Linked DNA regions of Zea mays: region 2 is linked to region 1. Evidence: chromatin contacts called from public Hi-C data. All regions are on one chromosome and are shown on one strand. The core of a region is the stretch at or near the end of the contact, and the rest is flanking DNA. Distances in the headings are between cores, read along the strand shown.

What was found. A called contact is a pair of places that touch in the nucleus more often than the background predicts.
Region 2: a contact with region 1 is called in a Hi-C map of leaf, with 4 times the contacts expected there. The contact joins the promoter of LOC103630388 here to the promoter of LOC100384613 in region 1. A contact is called at or near these places in 3 of 25 Hi-C or Micro-C datasets (bundle sheath, ear and leaf).

Annotation. Positions count from the first base shown.
Region 1 is chr6:159,532,427-159,539,424 of Zm-B73-REFERENCE-NAM-5.0, reverse strand. LOC100384613 reads left to right here and starts at 4,379. Exons shown (of 6, transcript NM_001177112.1): 1 at 4,379-4,771; 2 at 6,862-6,988. The coding sequence starts at 4,601.
Region 2 is chr6:159,686,816-159,694,012 of Zm-B73-REFERENCE-NAM-5.0, reverse strand. It overlaps LOC103630388 (O-fucosyltransferase family protein), which reads left to right and starts at 4,187. Exons shown (of 8, transcript XM_008651442.3): 1 at 4,187-4,997; 2 at 6,639-6,732; 3 at 6,820-6,890; 4 at 6,970-7,058; 5 at 7,148-7,197. The coding sequence starts at 4,497.

The DNA.
Region 1 (6,998 bases), core at 3,130-5,629:
TCTAGATTATTTTTAATACAACAATAGTATGCCTGAAGGCTGAAGCCAGGCGTAACTGAAGATAAGTACCCTTGTTTTCTTTCAGCATTGGTCTTTTATTTTTTTAATGATAGATACTATTACTTTAATTTTATAGTGTTTGTTGCATACAAGAATAGTTATCACTGTTTATTGTCAGCACTGATTTATTCCAGTGTATGTTCTTTTAAAAATTCTGTGTAGCTCGTCCATGTCGGAACGACCATTAGATTTGGTCTCATGCATAAGTGCAGAAAATAAAACGAGAAAAAAGCGAAGGTTATTACTTACAGAGCTGTATCTTGCAATGTTAGTTGTGGTGGTAGATTATGTCCATAAGGAGAAGAGGTCAAAGGATCTAGGTGCATTTAGTGATGAGGAGCACATGTCAACATTTAGAAAGTATTTGCTTAAAAACTTATATGAGGATTCTGAAGTTACGTGCTACGATGAGCTGCCTTTAACTAAGAGGAAAACTTCCATAACTTGTGCAACATGTTGCGTGAAATGTGTGGGCTTTGTGGAAGTGTGTTTTTTTATGTTGAAGAAAATATTGCTATGTTATTCCTTGTTCTTGGTCATGGTACAAAAATGAGAGTGCTTTGTGGGACATATAAGCGGTCTCTTGAAACAATTAGTAGGCTATTTTCTGATGTCTTATCTGCCATTATCTCATTATCTAGAGAGAATCAAACTTCCCGATCCTTCAGTCCAACCCCCTAAGGCTTTGTTCGTTTCATCCCTAATCCATGGGGATTGAGGGGGATTGGAGTGGATTGAGGGAGATTTTGGCTTGTAGGGGATTCAATCCCTCTCAATCCTCATGGGTTTGATAAAAACGAACAGGGCCTAAAGATTATAAGTGGAAGTGGTTTCAGCATACACTTGGAGCATTAGATGGGTGCCACATTGATGTATGTGTTGATGTTGCTGCTTAAGGAAGGTACGGGAATAGGAAGCGACAAATCACGACTAACATGCTAGGTGCTTTTGACTGAAACATAATTTTTTTTGTATATTCTATCTAGATGGGAAGGTTCAACTTCTGATTCAAGGGTTTTACATGATGCCAGGTCTTGCCAGGATGCTTTTGTTGTAGCCAAGGGTATGACTCCATCTTGGCTGTTTGCTAGAGCATAATTTACTTGTTTATTTTTAGCTAACTCTCTTCCTCCATGATAGAAAAATATTCCATCAGTTCCAAAATAGTAGACATTTTCGTTCTAGATTTTTATATCTATATTCATATTGATGATTATGAACCTAGACATATATATATGGAGCATATATATTAATTATTGTATGAATCTAGTCAAAAGGTAAAACGAATTTTAATTTAGGATGGAGGGAGTATTACTTAGTTGATGTTGGTTACATTAATGGTCTTGGTTTTCTGTCTTCATATAGACCGACTAGCTATCACCTGAAAGAGTGGGTTGTATGTTAATAACAACCCAAAACTCTAAAATAATTGTATAACTTGTGATATCCTCGAGCTACAAATATGGTAGAGAGAACCTTTGGTTTATGGAGAAAAATGAGGTATATTTTGTAACCAATATTTTTAAAATAGAGCACTAGGTACTGCCTTCTATAATATGTGTCCTATTATAGTTGAATGCAGCATTATTTGCTTGCTTTGTCACCAGCTTGCATTTTTTTGGTAGATTCACATTCCATCCGATTGGTTGCATGGGCGTGCCCATGCGAACTCTCCCCACGCGTGACCAAGCGTCAGACGTTGTTTGGTTCTTTGCATATGTCGAAAAAGTGGTGAATCTAGGATTTAAAGTTAGGGTGACCCAATTTTATAAAAACCAATAAATAAATGAGTTTGTATTTTAAATTCTACAATGTATGAGAATAAAAAATAAATAAATCAAAATCATATATATAATTTAGTAGGATCAAAATCAGAGCGTGGGTCAGAGCCCACCCTATCCACCCTCTAGATACACCAATGCGTCGAAACCAATACCGCATTCGCAGTTGCAGGACACGCAAAAAATACACCACCTCGTTGCATGTGTGGGTACGAAGGGGGTGTTCCGTTTCTGGCAGACCTAGCTCCATTGTGGCACGCCAAGCTATCCCACTCAACCAATCAGATGGATTATCATTGCTTGTTGTGTGTTGCACAACTTTGCAAGAGATAGACAACGCGAGATGTGTGATATTTACTGCATGAAGTGGATACTAAGATAGCTGTAGCGCCAGTTGATATCCTAGATGCTACTAATTTAATTAGAAATGTCTAGGTTACCACTGAGTGGAACAATTTTAGGGACCAACTAGCTAATGAAATGTTCACCGCTTATCAAACAAGGCTTAGTTAATGGCTAGCGTCTACCATTTGTGTGATGGAAAGATGGAGGCATTTTGTATGTAGGCAGATGGTTTTTTACATGAATACATGATAGGCTCTTCGGGTAATTTGTGTGATAGGATGGACATGTTTATTTTGGCTTCTTAGCCAATTCTAGCGGTCAGAAGCGAATTCTGACCGCCAAACGTTTCGTTTTTAGCCTGTTCTGTAACTACGAATGCAGTATTAGCAAGATACTTTCTCAAAGTAGATATCACAAAGTAGAACGTCACTTCAAGATGTAAAACCGTTGACAAACATTTTGAATTTATTAGCAAGATACTTTCTCAAAGTGGGTTTGGATGGGATTGAGAAAATCACATGCCCTCAATTGATAGTGACGATGTGAGGAGTAGTGGCTGGAAAGCAACAGTTGCTAGAAATTACAATATTAGCTACATAATTTTATATGAAATTCTTGTAGTACATGCAACACACTGCAATTATGATTGCACAAACTATCTTAAATAATGTTTATAATTATTAATGGACTGATTTAATATATATATGTGTATGGTGCAACAACTTTTATTTTGCTACAATAATTTATTAATCAAATATCAAATGCTATATGCATCACAACAAATGTTTTTATGCAATAACTTGAATTTAAAAATGTCATTTTGTTGGCATAGGCTATTGCAATGATGCTATCACGATAAGACCTAATTCTTTGTCATGTGCAATGTTTCTTTTCCAAGGTGACAAACGCAGACAGTATGTCACAACTCACAAGAAAAAAAATGTGTGAGGTTTACTCGACGCTCTAGGATTATTGGTTCTTGTTTGCAACAACTATTTCTAAATGTTATGTATAAGCATAACCAAGAGTGAAGGAAGCTTAACCATTTTAGCATGAAGATTCTTCCCCATTCTAACATAGACATGTGTACAAAGTTTGTTGATTTTGATTTGCACAAGAGCTACAGTCCATACCGTCTTGCAGAAGTACATGTAGATCAACCTTTAGTTTTTGGATACTGATTTTTGCATCCATAGATCTGGTGTGGTTGCAAACGTTGAGTTAATCATTGTTGGCAACTACAGGAGCAATGCCTACCGCAATTTTATAGCATTAGCGTGAGTTTTTGATGTTTTTAAATTTAATGGACAAACCATTTAGTAGGATGATGGAGATCTATGCATTCTCAGATTCCGATGACTATGGAGATCAATAATTAGAGTATTTTGTAGTGCACATGGATTTAGGAGCTAATATGCTTTCAACTCATCTCCATTTCAAATTATAAGACTTTTTAGATTTTCTAAATGTGTAGTTTTATGTACTTAGGCACTTTATCTAGATATCATAAAAATGTATCTAGGAAAAATAAAACATATTATAATTTAGAAATGAGTATATAAATTGCATTACGAACATCATTGATGCATGAGTATGGTCGTCATTTAAAGTCCTATGAAATTATGTAACACTCCTAACAAATAATGACATTTAGGATATTAGTAAACTTTCTCACTAAGCTCTACCACTAGAATTATATACTAGTTATTATCGTGTGGCCTTTCTATGTTAGACATATCTTGGATCCATAGTCCTTCCATGTCTTGTGCCTAAATGACAAATGTTGACAACCAAACATGTTCAATTTCAGAATTACTATGTACCTCATATTTTTTAGAAAAAATGTCATCTGTACACAAAATTACTATCATACTCGAACATAATCTATAGTTGATTGCTGGTTTAAGTAAATATGTTTTAGCTTTTACACAAAAATATCAGCTTGCAACTATTTTCTCGTAGCTAGAATTATATTTTTCAAAATTTAGCTGAACCAAACAGATCATCAGGTAGATTAAAGTTTTAAAAAATACGTAAGATAATTTTAAAAATTATTTATTTAGAAACCCTTAGAAGCCACGCGTCACGCTCTCAGTGGCTGGCGTCTGCGCACCAGAGGATCCATAGCAGGCAGGCGGTGTAGGGTACTAGCAGCAGGCCAGCAGCACAGTAAACACGAAAAGCAAGAAAGTCACGCAGTCACACGCATCCGCAGCACTCCGCCACTCCCTCTGCTTCAGACAGACCAGTGCGCGCTCAATTACCCCCCGACCCCTACCGCGTCCACCACACCAAACCGTTTCACCCGGACCTGCCCCCAACACCCTGCTCTATCCTCATAGCAAACCACCGCCTGAATTGGGCGGCAATTGGGAGAGGATTCGCGGCAGGTAGGGCGCTGATCCGTTGGCGAGATGATTGCGGCTGTCAACCGAGTGCCGGCAGGCTGGGGCGAGGATGAGATGTCCGTGCTGCCGCGGCACACCAAGGTGGTGGTCACCGGCAACAACCGCACCAAGTCGGTGCTCGTGGGCTTGCACGGAGTCGTGAAGAAGGCCGTCGGTCTCGGAGGATGGCATTGGCTGGTAATTATCTGCTTCCTTCCACCTTGCAATTGCTGATTTTTTTTTATCCCAGATCTTGTTTTGCTGCAATGTGAATTGCTTTTCTGGTTGCTAATTTTGGGTTTTAGTTGACCTAGAGCTTCGATCAGGTCCGTGTTTGGAGGATTTACCCTAATTTAGCCCGGATTGCCAATCTGGATTAGTTTATTGGAGTTCAGATCGATCCGTTTTCTTTACCTTTTCTTTTTCTACTTCTAGGTTTAAATTATTGCTGCAGTGTTGTACCTTGCAGTTTGATACAGCATTGGATCATTCCTAATTTCTCTCCATCTAGATTGCAATATCGCCATTAAATGTATTCCCAAGATTATCTAATCTCAATTTTGCTGTTGAAACTTTCCCCAGCTACTTGCAGTTATTCAGACGAAAACTCAGATCTTTGTTCCTCACTGTCACTGCATTGTTCGTGGTCCTGGTAGCACTGCATAGTTTTGTTTTGTTTGATCTGTATTTGAATTGGGCTGTCAGCATCAATTGTGAAACTGGTCGCAGTGGACCATTATTGCTTTGGTGCGTTGGATATTTTAGGTATCTAGATTTGAGTCTGGCTGTAGTCCTTGCTGTCCTTTTATGGAATTTGTATTGAGCTGAAGATGGCAGTTGGCCTCGGAGGATGGCATTGGCTGGCAATTCGCTGCTTCCACCTTGCAATTCCCGATTTTTAATCCCAGATCTTGTTTTGCTGCAATGCGAATTGCCTTTCTAGCCGTCAATTTTGGGTTTTAGTTGCTCTAGGGTTTCGCTCAGGTCCGTGTTTGGAGGATTTACTCTAATTTAGTCGTATTGCGAATCTGGATTAGTCCATTGAAGTTCAGATCGATCTTGTTTTCTTTTTTTTCCTTTTCTTCTTCTTCTTCCAAATTATAATTCTGGGTTTAAGTTATTGCTGCAGTTTGATTCAGCATTGAACTGTTCCTAATTTCTCTCCATCTAGGTTGCAATATTGCAATTAGATTTGTTCCCAAGATTGTCTGATCTCGATTTTCCTGTTGACCTTTCCCCAGCTACTTATAGTTATTCGGACGAAAAATCAGATCTTGGTTTCTGACCATCACTACGTTGTTCGTGGTCCCGATTGCACTGCGGAGTTTCATTTTGTTCGATCTGTATTTGAATTGGGCTGCCACCGCTCACCGTCAATTGTGAAACTCGTGGCCGTAGATTATTATTGCTTGCTGCGTTGGATGTTTAGGTAATCTAGATTTGAGTCTTGTTGTAGTCCTTGCTGTTTTTTTAGGGGATTTGGATTGGAATTTCTGGAGGCAGCTCTTAAGTTATTTGTTCCTGTATTTGAGTCACTGTTCCTTAGATTGCGCCAATACAATGTATCGGCTTAGTCTTGATTTGATTTTAGATTTATTCTATCTGTTTTTATTTAGCAAAATAATTTGGTATTTATGCTATCCAATCACTCATTCAAGCAACCATCGTTGTCTCGACGTGCTATTGAGTTCACACCTCTTCCGAACTGTTTACAGCCAAAACTTGACAGTACGATTTTTGGGTAATTAACAATATTATAGTATTATGTATGATCATTTTTTTTGGGTTTAGTAATGCCTGGCTAGAGTCGTAGGTCTGGAGATGAAATCATGCTTTGCTGATTTCCAGCGATATGTCTGGATCTGGTTCCGAACTTCCAGTATACAAACTGCTTAGATCGCTATCATATGCATTGGCTAATTAGATGGTGCATTGATTTAGACATCCCATCTCACGTGATATTTTGGACCTATTTGGCTGACCGTGCTTGTTTTATTTTATCTATGACACCACCGCAGGTTATTCTCTGGGTGTTTGGATCCCACCACCCTCAGCACGCACGCCACCACTCATTGCTGTTTTAATATCTATTCTTTAGCCCTTCATAGCCATTTTATTTCCTGGATATACACAGCTCGAGATGGGGCAATCATTGGATGCTTTTGTGCTAAAATTTGCTTTCAAATAAACTTGTCAATTCTCATGGTTGAATTCGCTACTTTAATCAAATGATAAAAAGTTTGTGCTTGTTCCTAAAAATCTGATGTTCATTTGCTCTCATATTCTAGGTACTTACTAATGGAATAGAGGTAAAGCTGCAGCGGAATGCTTTAAGTGTGATTGAACCTCCGACAGGCAACGAGGATGATGATAAATTTGATTGTGAAAACCTGCGGTGGAATAGTTCAGACTTGGGTAAGATACC
Region 2 (7,197 bases), core at 2,938-5,437, 150 kb before region 1:
AATTTATGTTCATGTCGTGCCAGTGTGCCACCGACTTAGACAATTCAGCGCTTTGGTCGAGCGGGCGCATATAAAGCCCTACTACATCTACACGTACGTGGGCGAGCAAAACTCAATTTCCTCGTATGTGCGGGCGCTTCCTCTGCTTTCGCTCGGGCAATATACAAAGCTAACACTTTCCCTGAGCTGTTTGGGTAGAGCTCGTGGTTCAAAGGAAACATGGTCCAGATATTCACTAAGCTGCCTGCAACCTGTACTGATGAGAACAACACTTGATTGCATTACCAGCTGCGCCAAGGCGTTTGAGCTCTGAAGATGCGGATGTGCCGGTCGGTACTGAGTTCAAACCAGCACATATGAGATGACAGGTACATGTCAGTATCTACAAGTAATTAGCGCCCATGGCACCAAACAGTGTCCCGTAGATGATATGCTGAAATGGTGCCGGTAGGTGCAAGGTAGTACCGTAGTAGCACGGATGTATGTCATGTCAGCTCCATTCCATTGGTTACCGATCAGAAGTTAAACTGGCCATTAAACCCGGCCGTGATCCAACGTCGCTTTGCTCTGATAGCAACGTTCCTAGTCTGTCCTACAGTGTCCTTTGGTTCTTCTGTCGGTGAACGCTCGGTAGCGGGCCAAAACCTACACGCTCAAATCACGTGTCGCTGCCTGGCGACATCCCGTGGGCCGTGGCAACGTGTCGATCAGAAATTAATTAATTAAGCTGGCGAAATTCATGTCGATGGGCTGGAGCTGGATCAGACGGGACAACAAACGATGGCGGCGCCGTGACGGCGAGGATACCAGAGACTGCCAGCGGAGAGGCAAACCAGTGAGTATGCCGGATACTGCCACCGGCGACGGGTCAGCAGCGTACGATTTCCATGTCTCGGCGCGTAGAACTCAGGCTCAAATGGTTTGCTTGTCTTTAATTTGTACTGATTTTTACTATTTCTATAATATTTTTATCTCGATATATTATAATTTTAGCAGTCTAAACAGTCGACTTTAATGCGAAGCGAATCATATAGTAGTCTCTCACATGAATGATGAAGTATGGGACAACCGGCATGTATCCATCCCCTATCCACGGGTTACTGCTAGTTAGTATCTATCTGTCTCCACTTCCGTTTAAAATCGAGGCGTCCATCCACTTTCACATGCTAATCGCCGAGGAGGAAAAGGACCACTTCCGCTTCCGCCCATCAGGAGCTAGAGCTAGCAACGGAAAGCACGTACGCGCTCGTGCTAGCTAGTTCCACCGCCGTGGTCCGTTGGCACGACACGATCGAACCTAACTAGCTTCAGCAGCTCGCGTCGTTGTTCTTTTCCCTCGTGACCAAGAGGTGCCAAAAAAGAAGTCTCCGGCCGGTACGTAGTACCACTAGCTGGCTGGGTTGACGAATCAAGGTGCCGTTTGTTTCCCAAAATGTAACGTAAATGGTAACGGTAACGGTTTACATTCGATTATCAGTGGTAACAAGTTTGAATAGGTTGGTATTAATTTCTAACGTGATATCCGATTATGGTTGGAATTAAACAAACATGATTTAACGTTATTTGTTACCTATTACATTATAAACATGTGAACCAAACAGCACCTAAGTGCGTGGCCCGTGGCTTATCGTACGTGTCCACGCCCGATTAATTGAAGCTCGTGCACTGAAGAACAATTGAACCTGGCCATACTAACTTGCCAACCGGCCCATGCCTCTGCTTGCCTACTTGTGTGTTTCCGAAACCACGTGCTGCGCCTAACCTCTTTTCTGTTTGCGCCCGGTCGGGGCAGATCAGATCTCGGGTGAAGCACAAGCATCCCCCACCCTTGGTAACAACTAACTTCCCAACTGATCGATCGGGACAGCGAAAGCGACCGAGAGAGAGACAGCGTACTAATTCACACCACCAGCATAAATGGATACAGGTAAAGATGGAAGTGGACTTGGATTGTCCAAAGTGTACGTACGTAATTGGACTACTGTGGATAGCTTTGGACTAGATTTGTTTGAATATGAATAAGGCTTGGATTTGGAACCCATAAGGGCTTGTTCGGTTCCTCCGGAAATGATTCCGGGTCAAAAAATTTTACTATTTTATATAATCTTCATAAGGGTTTGTTCGGTTCTACTCTAATCCATATGAATTGAGGGGTTTGAATCCCTAGTAAGTCAAAATCTCCCCAATCCATATCAATCTCTCAAATCCATATGGATTGAAAATAACCGAACATGCCCTAAATGTTTTGAATCTTAGATACACAACTTGCCGGAATCCAAACATCCATTTGACCAGGATCAGGATCTGCACCTAGGAGGCGGTACGTAGGCATGCCGTCTGTCGTTGCTGGAGGAGATAAATCACCTCCTTTCCTCTATAACACCCCCTAGATTCAGCACCACCATCCAAGGTTACAACGATGATGAGTCGAGACTCCAGACACGGAACGGAACCATCCCTAAGAGAAGATTGTTTGGTTCACGATCAGAGTTTGGACAGTCTGAATTGGACGATCGAGAAGGAGACACCAGAGTACGTGGTTGTTATCTAAGCTGTCACGCAACTAGACACACACCCTAAAAAAGCTCTAAGTCTACTGTAAGGTCTAATTTTTACATGTGAATTTAGTTATCAAGCGCCAGTGCTATCTATACAGACGGTTCCTTATAAAAACCATATGTAGAAATCATATTTTTGCAGACGTTTTTTTAAGAAATCGCCACTAGAAATCATTTTATCGTTAACCTTTTTTAGTTTTCAAACGACCTCGTATGAAAAAAACCCACCACATTAAAAGTTGTAGACCTCTACAAGTCTCAAAATTTACATCTAAATTTGTTAAATTTAAAATTCAAATTTTGTACACGGCCTTAGATGAAAAAAAGTATCAAAATAAAAGTTGTACAAATGCTGCGGAGACGAGCGAGCGAGGCCTCTCTAGTCAAAATATTTTTTTTACAATTTTAAAACCAATTTTATATTCCCTGAAAAAGATTACCACTAGCGGTTCTCAATTATCCACCTATAAAAAAATTATTTCTATTGATCGTAGCACCGGCGGTTCTAAAAACCGCCAATACAAATAGGTTCAAAACAGCCTCTATAAAGCTTCTATATACTAGTGGACATATGTGTTGTACTTGTATATGGCTACTTCCATGATTTATGTTACAAAATAGATACGCCACGCATTAGCATATCTATCATGTTTTTATAATTTATGAGTACATGATTATCAATCATTATCATTAGATATACAATATAGGGGAATAACATGGTGACAATATAGACAAATAGTCCTACATCCTCGCATACCAGCATCAGAATCACACTCATTCATGCTCCTAAAGTTTATCGTCGATCAATACCATAGCAGCAACAACAGAGTCTTCATAGTATTCACGTGTGCGGCGATGAAACGACGTGATGCTAGTATGCTAGCTCCGCATGCGTAGGGACACAAATAGTGACAACATGCAACCTTAGAGATAGAGGCGGCATCGTTTGAGACAACTCTCACTTGGCTCTAACATGTTGGGTCCTTGACCTTGTCAGTGTCCAGGAAAGCTTGCCGATGGCCGTCAAGACGCATTCAAGAATCCTGATATAGAAAGCTACCGCAGGATCCATCTATCTGGATCACCGCTCTCGAGATCCTACATCCCATGGGCCTCTCCTAGCCCTGTCTAGAGAAGGTGCTTGACACTAGGTAATTTAACATTAGTATATCTCAAATTAATAATTACAAAGTTTCGTAAAGAGCTATTATGGGACAAGGGGCTCACCAGATCTCGTGACACTCCAAGGCTCAAATCACCCAACGACTCAAAACGTTCGTTTTAGCTCATAAGTCGTGCCAAATTAATTAATCTATAGATATTGGATCATTTAGATAGCCGGCTCGTTACTTAGCATTCGATAATAGATACTCCCTCCGTTTCTTTTTATAAGTCGCTGGATAGTGCAAAATTGCACTATCCAGCGACTTATAAAAAGAAACGGAGGGAGTACATAACAAATTACTATTTATATCATTCATAATATCGATGATTCTATAATATACATTTAGATGCTGTTAATTTACTATATAATATAATAATATTTATTAGAGTACCTCACGAGCCGACGAAATCAAATCTCCTTCTCTAGCTCGTCAAGTGTGCAAGGTGAGTTGAGCCGAGCTCGAGCTTGGTTAGCCAGCTCGGCTAGGCCTTTCCAGCTACGACCCGACGCAATCGCACAGCGTCGCCTCGGCCGCAGTTCGGAGTGCAGGCACAGGCCGCAGAGATAGGCGATCTGGCGCGGCGGTTGCCAAGGGCAGACTACCGAGCGGGCAGGGCAGTGCGATCGCGGACCAAATTTCAGTTGCTATCTCCCGGCCTTTTCTCCCCTTCACTCGCTAACCTTACCTTCCTCTAGTCTCCCGTGGGGTTCCTATTCTTAGCCTGACGCGCCTAGCGACGGGCGCGCGCACGCACACGCACACGGTTCGTTCCATGGCCGCGGCCGCGACGACGTCCACGGCAACCAGTTGCTCGTCCTCGTCCACCAGCCCCGGCCCTCACCGCAGGCGCCAGCCCAACGACATCGAGCGCGACGACGACTCCTGCTGCGGCTGCGGCGGCGGCGCCGATCACCACTTCCTACACGCCTGTGCGCACGACGACGCCGAGTGCGACCTCCACGGGCACGCCGCCGCCGCCACGCCCTGCAGCGGGAGGGCGCTGCAGTTGGCGCGGAGGAAGCGAGCGTGGGCCGTGGCAGGCGCGCCACCCCGGACGGCCTGGATGAGGGGCATCGTGCTCTGCCTCCTCGGCCTCGTCGCCGTCATTGGGTTCCTGGGATCGCACCGGGGCGGCGGGCGCACGGCCACGAGCGCGGGCGGCGCTGGCACCGACGACGGCGGGAGGCTCAGGGTGGAGGTGGCCGACGCCGACGTCATGGAGTGGACGGAGGAGAATTTGACGGCCCTTGCGCGCCGCTCGCCTGAACCGCCGGTGAGTACGTGCGCACCTCCCGCGCCGTTGATCGCCAGCTCGCCTCCGACTCTTTTTATTTCAGCGATCATCATGTCATGTCAACTTACTATGCACGCACTTGAAATTTGAAAACTGGACATTAATTGATGCAAAATGCTCCATTTGGGCACCGAAAATGATCAAATTTCTGACGGAGTCATTTGATTTGTAGTTTCATTGTTCCCAATTTGGGATGTTCACAATTCATAAGTAGTCGCAAGTCGAAATCAGATTCAGGCACCCCAAGTCGAAATTGCCTATAAAAATTGGTAATTACAAAAAACGAGGTGCCGTTTTTTTTTTGCAAGAGATGTGAACATGGTAGATTCTAAACACAAAGCTGAACTGATTGACACCTTGAGAGAAATGGAAAAAAGGGGAGAAGTTTCTTCCATTCTCTGAAAAAGAGTGGAGCTTTTGGATCACCGCTCGTCGCGGAATGGGATATTTATATGGGGAGAAATGATTGGCGATAAGGACAACGATTCCACCAGTATTTGTTGCTAGCGTGAGTCACTGGAACCAAAAGAACACAATACATGACGCGAGTTCCAGAGTCTAGGTGCAAGGCAGCTGTTTATATCTGCTTTTGTGTTTTCGTGAAAATGGTTTCCATGTTCTTTGATGTATCTCACTGCATTCACATGCGAGATACATCACTATATTTCTTCACATCTGGTCATTTTTAGCTATTGAGGTCCAGTTGTACCTGAAAAAGAAATGTTCAGAGCGCATTCGGTTGGTGTCATCGACGTTGGGGGTGTTTGATTTCCTTGACTAAAGTTCATGTGACATTGAATATTTGAATATATCAATTACAAGTATTGAATATAATCTAATTGTAAAACTATTTATACAAATAAAGACTAACGACGAGACGAATTTATTGAGTCTAATTAACCCATGATCCAACCACGAAACATGGAATAATTAGTCTTAATAAATCTGCTCGTCGTTTAGTCCTCTTCTATGTAATTACTTTTATAATTAAATTATATTTAATACCCGTATTTGACATTCAAACAATCTATGTGACACGGTCTTTAGTCACGAATACCAAACACTCCCTAATTGTCAAACTTTCAAGTAAGAAAACAAAGGATTGAACGAATAAGTAACTAATATGTTAGCCAACACCATTTAATTTATTATTTTAATAAAAGAATGATTCTTAACCTTTCACAAAAAGTTTTTTTTTGGAATTTGCTGCTTTACCATGTTAAACCAGTATCATGGCGTCCTTAAAAAACAAGCTTTCTAATAATATTGGAAAAATCAGAATTTGCAATAGTATACATAAAGTTCACCTTGGAAAGATGGATTAAGGTCCAATGAGGCCCGAAGGTGTGGCTTTGCTGTTTTCAAGACTCATCTCGTGAAAGTGGTGACTTTAATTTGGTAGTAGGGACAACAAGCTTCAGTTCAGGAAAGTTTGGGTACCCTGGCAGAGACGCAGAGTCCGCCAGTAAAGCAATCTGGTGTCCATATTCAGCCAAATATTTATATGCACGATTCATAAAAAGCAAGACATTTTCGTTCAGATTCCATGCCATGCGAAGCTTGACTTCACTTTATGTTACAAGAGCTAGACTAGATGTGGTTGACTGATTTTTACTGAAGTTCCCTTCCAAACACGGACAGATACCTGGGATATGGATGAAACCAGACAGTGAGGGTTACAGCCAGTGCATTGAACGGCCGAAGAATCACCGCAGTAATTTACCCCCGCTCATCGTTTGATTTGCTTCCTTTCATGTTCAGATTCAGCTGCATTTTCTTAATCAGGACACGCTTGCTTCAGGGAAAAACAATGCATCTGTCGGTTACCTGGTCGTTGATGCAAACGGTGGCCTAAACCAGATGAGAATGGGAGTACGTATACACTTGTGCTAGTGTCGTGGCAACGTCTTTCAGCTAACTGTCATTAATTCCTTGGCAACTATTCTTACAGATAAGTGATATGGTTGCAGTGGCGAAGATCATGAACGCATCGCTGGTGATCCCTACTCTGGATCATCAGTCATTCTGGACTGACCCAAGGTCAGTGACTCTATATCTAGCTGTGCTGAACCAGCCTGAAGAAGAAACTGCGAGCAGACTGACGACTAGTGTTTTTTTTTGGTATGTAGCGATTTCAAAGATATATTCGACGTCGATCACTTCAAGGAGTCGTTGAAGG